Regions from separate parts of the Sus scrofa genome. Here region 2 is linked to region 1. A link is a contact called in public promoter capture Hi-C data. All regions are on one chromosome and are shown on one strand. The core of a region is the stretch at or near the end of the contact, and the rest is flanking DNA. Distances in the headings are between cores, read along the strand shown. Region 1 holds the start of ZMAT1 (zinc finger matrin-type protein 1). Region 2 holds the start of GPRASP1 (G-protein coupled receptor-associated sorting protein 1).

The links. Promoter capture Hi-C pulls out the DNA fragments that hold promoters and counts their contacts.
Region 2: a promoter capture Hi-C map of liver shows a contact between it and region 1, with 4 times the contacts expected there. The contact joins the promoter of GPRASP1 here to the promoter of ZMAT1 in region 1. A contact is called at or near these places in 2 of 5 promoter capture datasets (liver and skeletal muscle) and 1 of 2 datasets of contacts at active chromatin or transcription factors (skeletal muscle).

Annotation. Positions count from the first base shown.
Region 1 is chrX:83,555,205-83,562,200 of Sscrofa11.1, forward strand. ZMAT1 (zinc finger matrin-type protein 1) reads right to left here and starts at 4,043. Exons shown (of 10, transcript XM_021079802.1): 1 at 3,868-4,043.
Region 2 is chrX:83,762,820-83,769,815 of Sscrofa11.1, forward strand. It overlaps GPRASP1 (G-protein coupled receptor-associated sorting protein 1), which reads left to right and starts at 2,391. Exons shown (of 11, transcript XM_021079932.1): 1 at 2,391-2,539; 2 at 2,761-2,819; 3 at 4,156-4,309; 4 at 4,780-4,879; 5 at 6,659-6,715. It overlaps ARMCX5 (armadillo repeat-containing X-linked protein 5), which reads left to right. Exons shown (of 5, transcript XM_021079854.1): 3 at 2,318-2,539; 4 at 5,069-5,207; 5 at 5,209-6,996. The coding sequence ends at 6,754.

The sequences.
Region 1 (6,996 bases), core at 2,793-5,292:
TACCTTCCTGTGTGTACCATACCTCAATGTAACCTCACAGTTACTTTATAGAAGAATTCCAGCTAATAAATGCAGAAGAAAGAATAGAATTAAAACATCACCTTTCTGCATCTTTAATGAAATTGAGATCTAGGCAACAATCTTCAGAGGCTGCAAAAAATATGTGATGAAGAGCAGATGGGAAATCTGAAGACGGATGAATCAGTCTGACAACACCTGAGACCCAGTAATCAATCTCAAAAACACAGGAGAGACAACCAGACAAGACGAGCCCCCAGGTGTAAGGCTACAGGAAGTACAACACCACATTTGAGGTATTCTTGCCAAAAAAACCTGAATCTGATCAAGCCTCTAAATCTACTTACCAATTTAAAGGAAATAGGAGGGGGCCAGTGGAACATAATAAATAACATAATAGTAATACAATCAGCAAAATACAGAGAGCAAACTCCACAAGAAAAAAGTTATAGTTTCTTAAGCAAATAAATTAGAAGGTTAAACAAAGAGAGAGTAGGCATTATTTAGATAAAAAAGAGACATTTCAGATATATTAAAATTAAAATCACAGGAGATACTACCACACATGGACTAGAAGAACAAGAATGAAAAAGGTAGAGTTCCCATTGTGGTACAGTGGAAACGAATGCAACTAGGAACCATGAGGTTGCAGGTTCAATCCCTGGCCTTGCTCAGTGGGTTAAGGATCTGGCATTGCCATGAACTATGGTGTAAGTTGCAGGCGTGGCTCAGATCTGCCATTGCTGTGGCTGTGGTGTAGGCCAGCGGCTATAGCTCCGATTTGACCCCTAGCCTGGTAACCTCCATATGCCGTGGGTATGGCCCTAAAAAGACAAAAGACAAAAAATAAATAAATAAAAATAAAAATAAAAATAAAGTAGTTTAAAAAAAAGAATGAAAAAGGTGGAAAATACCAAGTGTTGGCAAGGACAAAGAGCAAATAGAACTTTCATAATCTGCTGGTGGTGAATATAGATTGGAACAGCTACTTTAAAAAATTCATTGGAAGTATCTACTGAACTGAACATACACCTACTCAGAAATGCCACTCCTAGGTACATGCCCAAGAAATGAAAAAAAAAAATCCATCCAAGAAAGTTCATGGCTCCATTATTCAATATTCAGTCACAAAACTGGAAAAAACTGAAATCTCCACAACAGATAAAAATATTGTGAAATATCCATACAATGCATTTTGTTTTTATAATCGTTCCCTTTCTGTTTTTCTTAAAACTCAAGTGCACACTAGAATGACTCCTGAAGTCTAATTTCCACAGAAAGAGATATGAACCCAGCCTAACGTTAACCACTGTGGGCTGAGATAGTTCAAAAAATGTCTTTTTTCTTCTTCCTAGGTATACTGGTTCAGAATGTGGGCTTTAGAGACCAAGTCCTACCACTAGTTCTGTCACTTACAAACTGTGTGAGTTTGAATACTCTTCCTTCACCCTTTAGTCACTCAATTGTCTCATCTGCAAAACCAAGATTATATGGTACTGACTGTAGAAGAAAAAAAACATTTAAACAATATTGCTTTGTGTTTTGGTTTTTTACAAGGATACATGTTCAAGAATCACATTATTTTAAAAATTCAAGTGCAGGAGTTCCCGTCGTGGCGCAGTGGTTAACGAATCCGACTAGGAACCATGAGGTTGTGGGTTCGGTCCCTGCCTTTGTTCAGTGGGTTAACGATCCGGCGTTGCTGTGAGCTGTGGTGTAGCAGACGCGGCTCGGATCCCGAGTTGCTGTGGCTCTGGTGTAGGCCGGGGGCTACAGCTCCGATTCGACCCCTAGCCTGGGAAACTCCATATGCCGTGGGAGCGGCCCAAAGAAATAGCAAAAAGACAAAAAAAAAAAAAAAAAAAAAAAAGAAAAAGGTTTCATAGAAAAGATGTTTGAAATGTCTTTGGAAAAAAATAAAAAATAAAAATTCAAGTGCAGAGATGCTGTTATACTGTACTCTGTGATCTTGGGAGAGTAAAAGTCTCTCACTGACTTTTCTGTAAAATGGTCAAAAAAACAATCATCTGTACCTCATGGGTTGTTGCTTTGAGAATTAATTAACACATGAAAAATCTTAGAACAGTGCTAGACATACAGTAACAACTCAATAAATCTAGGTTTTTTTTAAAAGAAATACAAGTTGAGATTTTTATCATTATGATAGTTTGAGTTTGTATGTGTCTTTACTTAATGATCTAACAACTGAATCCTATTCACTGAAGGATAGATTTTGTACATCACTAACTTTCACTATAACCACTGTTGGATACCTAACTAATTATCATGAAGACGTCTCAAGGCAGTTAGAACAACTGATCTTAGGGAAACACACCACCATTTCTGTATGTAGCTGAACAAAAAGCCGAGGGCTCATCCTGGATCTTGCCTTATCCTCATATTAACCTCCTGCAAACACACAGGCATTACAGGTCCATTCTGTCCTACCTCCAGTGCACTGGCCCTCCCTTCTCACCTAGGAGCACAAATTGTTTTTCCACACAGGACCACAAAAACTCCACAATATTCCTGGGTGGTCTGGAGCACTGAGTACTGTTACCCTGTTGTATAGAAGACAATGGCGGGAAGGGTGGGGACTTACCTAAAGTGTCCCAATGATGGGGCCCAATTTCCTCACTCCTGCTCTAGGAACCTGTCTAGTAGACTCAACATCATACTTGGTTCTTTTCTATTGGCTCTTTCCCCTGGGGCTCAGAGTCCACACCCTTCTCTGATCCTTCAGTAGAAGGGAAGGGGATAAGACAGCACATGGAATAGAGAGGAACGTAAGAAGAAGGGAAAGCACATGACATACAGGGGAAGGGGCGAGGAGGCTCTGTCTGTCCCCTCTCAGTTCACTGGACACTGTGCAGTGACGCTTTGCCTCTTCCCCCTCCACACACAGCTGTGATACTGAAGCTCATGTGTCATGGACATGTGCTTATCCCTGCTTGTGTTACACTCCTCAGTAGTCACCCTGAAGGTCATGCTATTATGTTAATGTCTGAGGCATCACATTGACAGAGTGAAGGAGGTAAAGTTGGAACAGAAAACTAACATTTTGAGGCCCCGCTAGATGCCACACAGGATAGGTTGTAATTTTTTGGACTTTTTCTCTTCAAATCCTCAAAGCAATTCTCTGGGGTGGGTATCATTACTTCCTTTCTACAGACTGGGAGACTGTTGGGCTCTGAGAACAAAGTACCTGATCAAAAAATTCTAGGGAGGTGTCAATGGACCTAGAAGCCAACTTGAAGGGACTAACACTGGCCAATTCTGTGACAATTTGAGCATCAAAATACAAATAATAGTAACAGATGTAAAAAAGGTAACACTTTGAGCAAAGTAGGAATCTGTGAGTCATACTGACGTAAATAAACACATGGATAAATATATAAATAAAGGAGAGAGGAAAGCTCTACCCTACAGTCAAATGCCAACTAATAAAACTGGAAGTTATGAATTAGAAAAGTAACACTTGACAACTATCATAGTAACAAATGACTCAGCCAAGAATTTTTTCAAAAAAGTATGATCTGTCTGCACTAAATCCCACAGCAGTCACCGAGCCACCGTGGTAACCAAGCTGGCCAAGGAAAGCTGAGAAAAAAAACAGTAACCCAATTTGGTGCCTAATATGTGCCAGGAACTGAACAGGACACAGGCACACACATATACGCATATGCTCTCTCCCTCTCTCTCACTACCCAAGACTTTGCCTTATCCTCCCTAGACCCTATTTTTAAAAGGAAAATAGTTCAGGACACCCCGGGAGCAGGACACCACACTCACTGGGGCCGGGGCGGGGGAGGGGGGGAAACACCCCAAGGGCCCATCTCTCTGCCTCACCAGACAGCCCAGGCACCGATTCCCAAAGCTGGAAAGGCACGACTTGGATCCCTTTGTCTCCCCACACCCCAGGGCTATTCAGCCCCCACCGCGGGGACCCACACCCTCAACTGAGTCCTGAACACCTGAAGGCGGGACCTGATTTTTCTTGTCAGGCCACGTCTGTCTCTATAGAAAAGTCGTCACGGTCGGTCGCCATATTGACGTCATGTTTCTATGGCAACCGCGATGCGCTGGCCAGTCCCCCCCCCACACACCGGAAATGCTACTACACACTCCACCCACCTGGCTTTTCGCTTGAAAGCAAAACGCCTTCGCTCTTCAGGCGGCAACATGAGAAAGCATTCTAATTAGAAGACCTAGACTGGCGTCCAGGCAATTGGCGGAATTCTGCCTGGTTTGGTGGAACAGACCGTGTCCCTGCTGTAAGGAATTTTGTTTGTTCTAAAGAGACAGTAGAGTAGTATTTTCAATGTGCAGAGACCCAAGGAAGTATCCTAGGATTCTTGGAGATGAGCTAGTCCTCACAGGATGAACCTGTAAAATCACAAGCCATGCTAAGCAGTTAGTTTATCTGTGGCAGAATACTAAGACACTATAATTATGTGACTGAATGATGTAGAAATATCAAAAAATGGTTGATGATCTTCTCTTGCCACAAATACTTCAGAAAATTCATCCTGCCTGACAGAAATGGTTCCCAAACTTCATTCTACACATTTTTTTTTGTCTTTTTAGGGCCACACCTGTGGCATATGGAGGCTCCCAGGCTAGGGGTCTAATCGGAGCTACAACTGCTGGCCTAGGCCAGAGCCACAGCAGTGCCAAATCCGAGCCACGTCTGCGACCTATACCACAGCTCACAACAATGCCAGATCCTTAACCCACTAAGCAAGGCCAGGGATCGAACCTGCAACCTCATGGTTCCTAGTCAGATTCGTTTCTGCTGCACCATGATGGGAACTCCCATTCTACACATTTTACTTCTTGCTGTTACATTTTCAGGTGGTCTCTATGGCAGTTAAACTTTGGTTTAGATCAAAGTCATTTTTTTCTCTGGGTGAGAGGAGAAAGATGAGCCAAGATTTACATTTGTTCAAGTCCTACTACATGCTGTACACTCTATACAGGATTTCCCATTTGTACCTCACAACAGTTCTGTAAGAAAGACATCATAGGTCTCCTTTACAGATGACCATGTACAGGCTAACAGAGGTAAAACAAGTATTCCAGAATCACCCATGAAGTTAGGGGCAAAATGAGGTTCACAACTTAGTGTTCAAGCAACTTTCAGTTTTGGACAGGAACGGAGAACTTAGCGTTTGGCTCTCTATGGATTCACATCCGCTCCCGACTTTTTACTTTTGCTGCCCTTAAGGTCACTAACTTTCTTTTGCAGGGATGAGTGCGGTCCTTCTTGAGATTTCATTGATAGCTGTTATATTTCTGAATAGTTATACATAGGTGTCAGTGAAACGAACTACCATGTGAACAAAAAGAATGCATTTGGAAAACCAATTTAATTCCAGTGCAACTTTTACAAAAGTCTCAAAGTTTAAAATATGTTTGTGTTGTTAGTAAAGCCATGCCATTTGTTATCTAATAGTGTTTTTTAAACAATAATTTCAGAGAACCAGGATCAGTAATTTTTCCAAAATGCTTATTTGAGAAATGTTCACTAAAAGTCTATTCACTATAAATATAGACAGATCAAAAAAGTGGGGCTCAGCTTTTGCCCTTATCACAATATACCATGGATTATTATTATTATTTATTTATTTATTTTATTTTTTTGTCTTTTTGCCATTTCTAGAGCCGCTCCCGCGGCATATGGAGGTTCCCAGGCTAGGGGTCCAATCGGAGCTGTAGCCTCCGGCCTACGCCAGAGCCACAGCAACTCGGGATCCGAGCCGCGTCTGCAACCTACACCACAGCTCACGGCAACGCTGGATCGTTAACCCACTGAGCAAGGGCAGGGACCAAACCCGCAACCTCATGGTTCCTAGTCGGATCCGTTAACCACTGCTCCACGACAGGAACTCCGCCATGGATTATTTTTTAAGTTTTATCGAATTATAGTTGTTTACAATGTTGTAACAATTTCTGCTGTACAACAAAGTGATTCAGTTATACATACACACATATATATATATATCAACTTTTTTCAGATTCTTTTCCCATATAGGTTATTACAGAATACAGAGTAGAGTTCCCTATACACACCATCCATTCCATAATATGCCATACACTCTTTTTTTTTTTTTTTTTTTTTTTGCCTTTTTAGGGCTGCACATGCAGCATATGGAGGTTCCCAGGCTAGGGGTCTAATTGGAGCTACTGCTGCCGGCCTATGCCACAGCCACAGCAACGTGGGATCCGAGTCTCATGGTTCCTAGTTGGATTCATTTTCGCTGCGTCACGAAGGGAACTCCAGCCATACCTTCTTAACAGAGGCAACATCTCCCCCGAGGAACTGAAAATTGATTTTTAAGGGTGAAGAGATTTTAGGTAGCACTTTGTTTTTTTGTCCTCTGAAAGATCAAGGTGCACAAACAGATATACACCACACCCCTGGTATTAATATCACATTCAATGGATGGGGCAATGATTCGGGAGAAAAAAGTGTATAAAAGTCTCCATAAAGTAGACGATAATGAAAGAAGGTTGAGAAACATTGTATATACTCAGTGACCCAATATGTGCATGATGGGCCACCAGGGTTATGGACTGGTCATTTTACACTTCCTCATAGATGCTCATTCCTCAGCAGCCAATCTTGGTGGTGGTGGTGGTGGTGGTGGTGGTGGTGGTGGTGATGGTGATGATGATGATGATGATGGAGAAAGTGAAATCTTGTCCATGGGGTCAAGAGACCTGGGTAGGGGGACCATATGAATTGACTGGTTTTTAAGGTGGCAGACAGAGGCTCAGTCAGAAGAATAGGTGTTTCCTCTGGAAAAGATGGTCTGGAGAGTAGGATATTAATGTTTTTAAAGCTAATGTAAACAAATGGAACTCTAAATTGTGTCTCCTTTAATTTTAACATTTATTAAAGTTACATGTTATTAAGTCCATAATTCAGATCAGACCATACTAAGTTAGGAGATGGTTAAGTAAAAGGGAAACTTC
Region 2 (6,996 bases), core at 1,141-3,640, 210 kb after region 1:
ATTGATAGTATAGGATTAGCAAATGCAAACTAATGTATATAGAATGGATAAACAAGGTCCTACTCTATAGCTCAGGGAACTATATTCAATATCTGTGATAAACTATATGGAAAAGAATATGAAAAAGAATTTATATATATGCATAACTGAATCACTTTGTTCTACAGTAGAATTAACATGACATTTTAAATCAACTACACATCAATGAAACAAATTTTTAAAAAGAATGCCAGTTTTCCCATCTCTTCTCCAATACAATTTGTTTTCATACTTTTTGTTTTTTGCCAGATTGATGAGAAACAATGTATCATTGTAATGATAATTTGCACTTCTGTCATCAGTGAGATGAAACATTTTCTCATATATTTAAGAAATGTTGATTTGTCTTTAGGAACAATTTGTTCATATATTTGTCTACTTTTTCTACTGGGTTGTTGGTCATTGGTCTTTTCTTTATGAATTTACAGGCGCTGCCATATAGTAAAGAGCTTAGTAAGGCATAGGTTCAAGCATGAAAAAAAGACAGAAAAGGAAAAACAAACTTCTATTAAGTCCAAATTACATGTGTCCCCCCAAATGTTCATTGCAATATGTGATATTGAGATACTCCAAGTTTCTTTCCAAAATATATTTTCAGCTTCCTCCACTGAAAAATTATAGAGAGAGCATCTTCAGTGTGGCATCTTCAGTGTGGCTTAGCCCTCTAGGCTAAGCCTTGAGGTTACAAACATCAAAGACAGAGAAACTTAGAGACAAGCATTGATCTGCAAACAATAGAAGGTACCCTTGATGACTCAATGCCCTCTCACTTCTTTCAACCTTCAAAGGAAAATCAAAATTTTTTCTATATTCAGGAAGAATGAGTATATACATTCATTAGGCTGGATGTAGTAGTGAAAATAGGAGTCAGGAAAGCAGCTAGGATCTGCCTTGAGAGTGCATAGGTAGTGTCCCTTTTCTCTAGGACAATAGAAGAGGAGCCAGGAGTGTGACCCTACCTGGATCTAACACCTGACTCTGAGGTGACAGAGAGGGAGAATTGTCTGAGCAGGTGGGGGTCGGTCCTGACAGGGAAAGGTCCTCTTAGAGCAACTGGGAGGACAGAAAAATGGCAAAGTGCGTTACCAGTGGTAATGAGAAAACAACAATGTGGCAGAAAGAATGAGGCCACTGGTGCAGACAAGTGGTTGTGTCCTCAGGCCAGAGAGCTAGGGCTGCCTTCCTTCAGAAGATGGGCAGTGGATGGGCCTCCCTGGGCGCCCCCTCCCACCTTCCTCCAGACTTTGGCCCCTGAAGGTGGGAAGCAGAATTGGGGAGGGCTGCCCCAGAACCCTGGCACCATCTGGCCTCAAATAGCCTCTCCCCTCCCAGCCTGCTTTCCTGATGTTTCCTCTACCTCACCAGACACGTTATGCAGGAAATATGGTGGGTCAGGCCTAAAAAGGGCCCATAACCAGATGGTTTGGCATTTAATCTGTTCTCACTTTAGTTCTGCTTTCTTAACTCTCTTCCACTTCATCTTCCTTTTCAGGTGACAAATAAGGAAACCATACAGTGGGATGAAGGGGAGGGGTGGGAGCTGGAGGAGGGAAGTGGTTCAGGAGTACAAATATACTTGAGTATTAATCCTCTTCCATGAGTACAGAGTTGTTTTCCAAAGTATCTAGGTGCATAAAATATCGCGGGCATCAGGAGAGGCGGAAGCATAAAAATAGCGTATGTACACACCAGAGTAGTGTGATATTAATAAGCTTCACTCCATGCATCTCTGCTTTCTCACCTTAACTTAGACCATTTTTGTGCAAGAGAGAGTAAGGGCGAGAGACTTAAAGAAGAACAAGAGAAGACTAAAGCATTTGGTATTGATCAACAAGTCCAACTTGAGCAGCTTTCCAGACGCCCCGCTCAGGTCCTGCCCATTCCTTCCAAAAAATGAGTGCTGGGAGGGGCGGCTTGGAGGGGACTCTCTCACAGAGGGGACACACAGATTTTAGAGAGGATGAGAATTTATCTTCCTTTCACTTTTCAGCCTCTCTGTCTCAAACCTTTTCCCCAACCTTCTTACCCCGACCCCTACCGCAACCCACTCACCCACCCCTGCAGATCTAGGGCTCAGGAGGGGAGAAATGTGTAAAAACTACATTTTGGTATCCGTCCGCCTTATTAGGCCAGAGCTGATTCACTGACGTCAACTCCCGAAACCGGCAACATTTCAGTTCAGAGGGAAAGATTGTATCCTGGGGCGGAGCGGGGAACTCCAGAGAGAGGTAAACTTAACATGAGACCCTTTGGTTTTAGTCTGTGTCTCCTCGTCCAGCCCTGTTTTTCCTAAATGCAGACCCCGCCCCCGCCCACCCAGCACACCGAACAGCCCGGGTGGGAGGGGCGGAGCTCGCCGGCAGAGGAAGGAGCGGCACTAAGCAAAGCGCGGTATCACTCCGCTTCCGTGAGGCCGGATCCCCTGAAACTCCTCCTCCGCGGCGCCCGCTGTCGGTTTTGGTTCAGTGGACGTGGCGAGACAAAGTCTGCGGAGGGAAAGGTAGCTGTTAAAGAGTCACTAGGAGCGGGTCGCTGAGGCGTCCTGGGGACGGGAAGAAGAAGGAAATACCCAAACGTGACAGTTCTTTGCAGTTACGGCCCTTCATCTGATAAAGCAGGTATCTCGTCCTGAATCCCAGGTGCAGGGCCCATCCCCAAACATAGTCGCCGCCATTGTCTCGTGTTCTTGCGTCCGTCTGACTGTCTGACCTTCTTTCTTAGGGCTCGGCATCTCTCGAGGCAAGGGAATGAGAAAACTGCTTCTGATCCAAGCAGAGCAGGTCAGTGAGAAGGCAGGCATCGCTTGGGAGTGTGGCTGTGGGTGTTAGAGGTGAATGTGGGAGATGTGACCTGGTCATGGGGTGCGGGCGGTGAGAGGGAGAGAGGGACGAGGGTCATTTGAATGGCATCCAACGATCAGTTAAAATCTACCTCATGCTAGCTTGATCTCCAGACAGTCGCCCCACCTCCGACCATGTTTGGGGAAGGAAAAGAGTGTAGTTAGCGGCTTCTAGTGGAGAAATGGCGGATTATATTAGGAGGAGGAGGGGGCTGCTGCTGTGGGCAAGAGCAGTTGTCTGGGGACCCCTGAGAGGGAAAAGTGTATAAAGAGGTTGTGTTTGATAATCAAGGCCCTGGATTAGAAAAGAGCCTCTTGTCCTGGCTACTAGGCTAACCGTTAATAACCAAGTCTCTCCTGCTGTCTTCTCATTTGGTCCTTTGAGTGTGTATCATGCGTTTATATCTGTAGGTTTCTTGCTACATTTGCGGTACTCTACGTTTCTGTAAAGATCTGTAGGGGTCAGCGAACTTCAAAAGAAAGGGGAAAGGAAAAAGGAATTTGGCCTAATTTCTGTAGAGTGGGCAGTGCTTGGATGGTTAAGACTAGAGCAGATAGGGGTCTTGGGGAAGCTCCAGATCTTCTTTCTGCCAGCTTTCCAAACAGGCCTCCCTTAGTCGCACCGTATTTTCAATGGTAGGCTTTGGGGAGGAGAAAGAAACACAAGAACTTAGATGAAATTTAGAAATAATACTTTTCATTGATTTCTCAGCCAGCTTCCATGGTTTTTCTGAGCATTCTACCCTTACTAACACCACTATCTTGGAGGAATGTCTCAGTTGTCTCTGCAGGGGAATTGTCAGACTTTGAGAATGGAGCAGAGGAGCTTGGAGATTTGGCAGAGGGGAGGAAGAAAAGGAGATAGAAATTTTTGGCAGTCCGGTACCTCTATCCAGAAAGAATCAGTGTCCTAGGTGCTGCTCTCTACCAAGGACTCCCATTGTCTCCTGTGTCTCTTTTTATCTCTACATTTGTGCATCTCTGTGTGTAGATCTATCCTTGGGTGTTTGGAACTCTCAATTGTTATGAAGGTTTATAAATGGTTAACCTGACTTGAAATAATGAAGAAGAGAAATATGTCTTGTATCTCTTTAGATTGTTGTGAGGGGAGAGTGATGGATACTAGAGAACGCTATGTCTTCTGTTTTGGCAGTTTACTAACCCGTTTGGTCCTTTGCTGATTTAGTTGGGAGTCTTCTTAAGTCTTGGGCATATAGAAAGGTAATATCTGCTTTATTACTTCCACTTGGTTTTCCTATTTTTGTGCTTCATCCTAGCCCAGTTCTGAAATAGGCAAGAGCCAGTGCAGTCAATGAAGAGGGAAACGGCCTGAAACAGGGAAGAGGAGCAATCATGAAGCAAGGCAATGTGGGAAGGGACTCGAAGGAGGGAAACGCTAGACAAATACAAACATAGGGACGGGGGATCAAGGTCAGTCTACCAAGAGATCAGTTTCCATATCTTTCTGTTTATTTGTCCATAGATCTGCCTTTAGGTCTGCTCTAGGACGTGTCATCACTGAAAGCAAGGAAAGGAAGGAAGTATTACTCCAGATTAGTGCGGGTTAGTGTGAGTGTGAGACTTCCTCAGTAGACCTGTAGGATGAGGTAGTGGAGATCTGCTTGGGTACAGTAGTGGTAAAGAACCAGAAGAGGGATTCTAAAGTCTCTCTCACTCCCATCCAGCTTTTCCACTCTCCATACTCCTATTTTGTGTCTGGAAAAAAGATCAATTGTACCTGCAATAGTAGGGAGCATAAAATGAAGGGGGAGAGAGTTTGCTAATTATCTACCTTTTCCACTTAGCACTGAATTTCCATGTTTCCCTGTCTCTCTGTGCTATCAACATGAGAAAAAAAAATGGAAAAGACTCAAAGCCCCATTTCCTTCCTCCACCCCTAGGTCCAACTTCAGTGGCAGATCTGGTGGCCTTGGAGTGGCTGAAGACCACCACCCTCCACAGGGCTGCGCTCAGGCACACAGCCATCCTTTCCTTCCCTGAGTGAGCTTCCTCTGCACGTTGTTCATATCATTGGCAGGGCCTATAGTTGGAAAGGGGGCTTGAGTGACAACTGGACTTTGTATGAAAACACCAACCTGGGACAAACCTTCAGTCAAGGCTGAGACGTGGGTGGGGATACATAACTTGGCCTTGCCTTTAACTTGGATCATGACTGGCTTCAAGGCTAAGGAAAGGGCAGAGGAGGGGCTGGGGCTGGCCTGAAAGTTGGAATCAGTGGCCCTGCCAACACTAGAGCCAAGGCTAATATCCAAGCCAAGGCAGTGACTGAGGCAGAACTGAAGACAGGACCAGTGATCCAGACCAAGACGGGATGGAGCAGTGGCCAGGACACAGACAGTGACCTACACTGAGGCCATGGCTATGACCAGGGAAGTGAGCAAGATGGAAGCTAAAACTAAGACTAGAGTCGTGGCTGAGACTAAGTCAAAACCCCTGGTAGAACCTAGTGTAGTGTCCCAAACCAAGTCAAAGACCATGCCTGTGTCCAAGATCAGTGCTGTGATCGAGTATGAAGTCAAGGCTGGTGCTGCAAGTGAACCCAATATTAGATCCTTTGCCAGGGCTGATGATAAAGACAATACTCAGTCCAGGTCCCAGAGAAGGAGAGAGGCCAGCATGAAGTTCAGGGCTGGGGATGGAGCTGGTATTGTAATCGAGTCCAGTGATGATGAAGAAAATGCCTGCTCTTGGTTTTGGACCGGAGAAGAGCCTAGTGTAGGATCCTGGTTCTGGCCTGAAGAAGAGACCCCTTTTCAAGTTTATGAGCCTCCACCTAAGATCCCAGAAAAGCCCAAGCCCACACCCAAACCCAAACCCGAACTTACTATAAAGCAAAAAGCTGCAGCATGGTCAAGGGCCAGGTATTGTGTCCTAGTTCCAATAGAGGGAGGGGAGGGCTCCTTGCCTCCAGAAGGAAATTGGACTCTGGTTGAGACCTTGATTGAAACTCCTCTGGGGATTCGGCCTCTGACCAAGATCCCACCCTATAATGGGCCTTATTTCCAGACTTTAGCTGAGATCAAAAAACAGGTTAAGTACAGGGAAAAGTATGGCCCCAATCCAAAAACCTGCCGCTGCAAATCACGTGTTTTTAGTTTAGAACCTAAGGAGTTTGATAAACTTGTTGCCCTACTTAAGTTAACTAGGGATCCTTTCATTCATCAAATTGCTACAATGATAATGGGCATCAGTCCTGCTTATCCATTTACCCAAGATATAATTCATGATGTAGGTATTACTGTTATGATTGAAAACTTGGTCAATAATCCCAATGTTATAGAACACCCTAGAGCTTTAAATAAGGTGGATGACAACTCCGGGTCTTCTGGACAACCAAAAACAGGAGAGTTGTATGTAAATCAGGTTTGTAAGGAAATAATCTCTTCTCCCTTGAACTCCCCTGTGCAACTGGCTGGACTGAAATTATTAGTGCAGCTGAGTGTAAAGTTTGAGGATCACCATATGATTATCAATTATATTCCAGATTTCCTCACCTTGTTAAACAAGGGAAGTGTCAAAACCAAGTTTTATGTTTTGAAAGTGTTTTCTCGCTTGTCTAAAAATCAAGCCAATACAAGAGAACTGATCAGTGCCAAAGTACTGTCATCACTGGTGGCACCTTTTAACAAAAATGAGTCAAAGGCCAATATCCTTAATATCATTGAAATATTTGAGAATATAAACTTCCAATTCAAAAAGAAGGTAAAGCTATTTACCAAGGAAGAGTTCACTAAATCTGAACTTATTTCCATATTCCAGGAAGCAAAAGAGTTTGGTCAGAAACTACAAGACTTAGCAGAGCACAGTGATCCTGAGGTGAGAGATAAAGTTATACGATTAATACTCAAACTCTGAATAGCCGTATGTTCTCACAAAGCCTTGAACAATTTTTTGGTGTTGTAATATGAAACCAGTACATATTATAAATTCAGTATTTATGCTATTTGTGTTGACTGAAGGAGCCAATTTTATGGATACCAAATGATCTTGAGAGCTTGAAGATTTGTTGATTTTTATTGTGCTATGTAAATTGAGATACTTTTAGTATTTCTGCAACATGACCTGATAATTAACCTATTCATCCGAATAAGCTATAC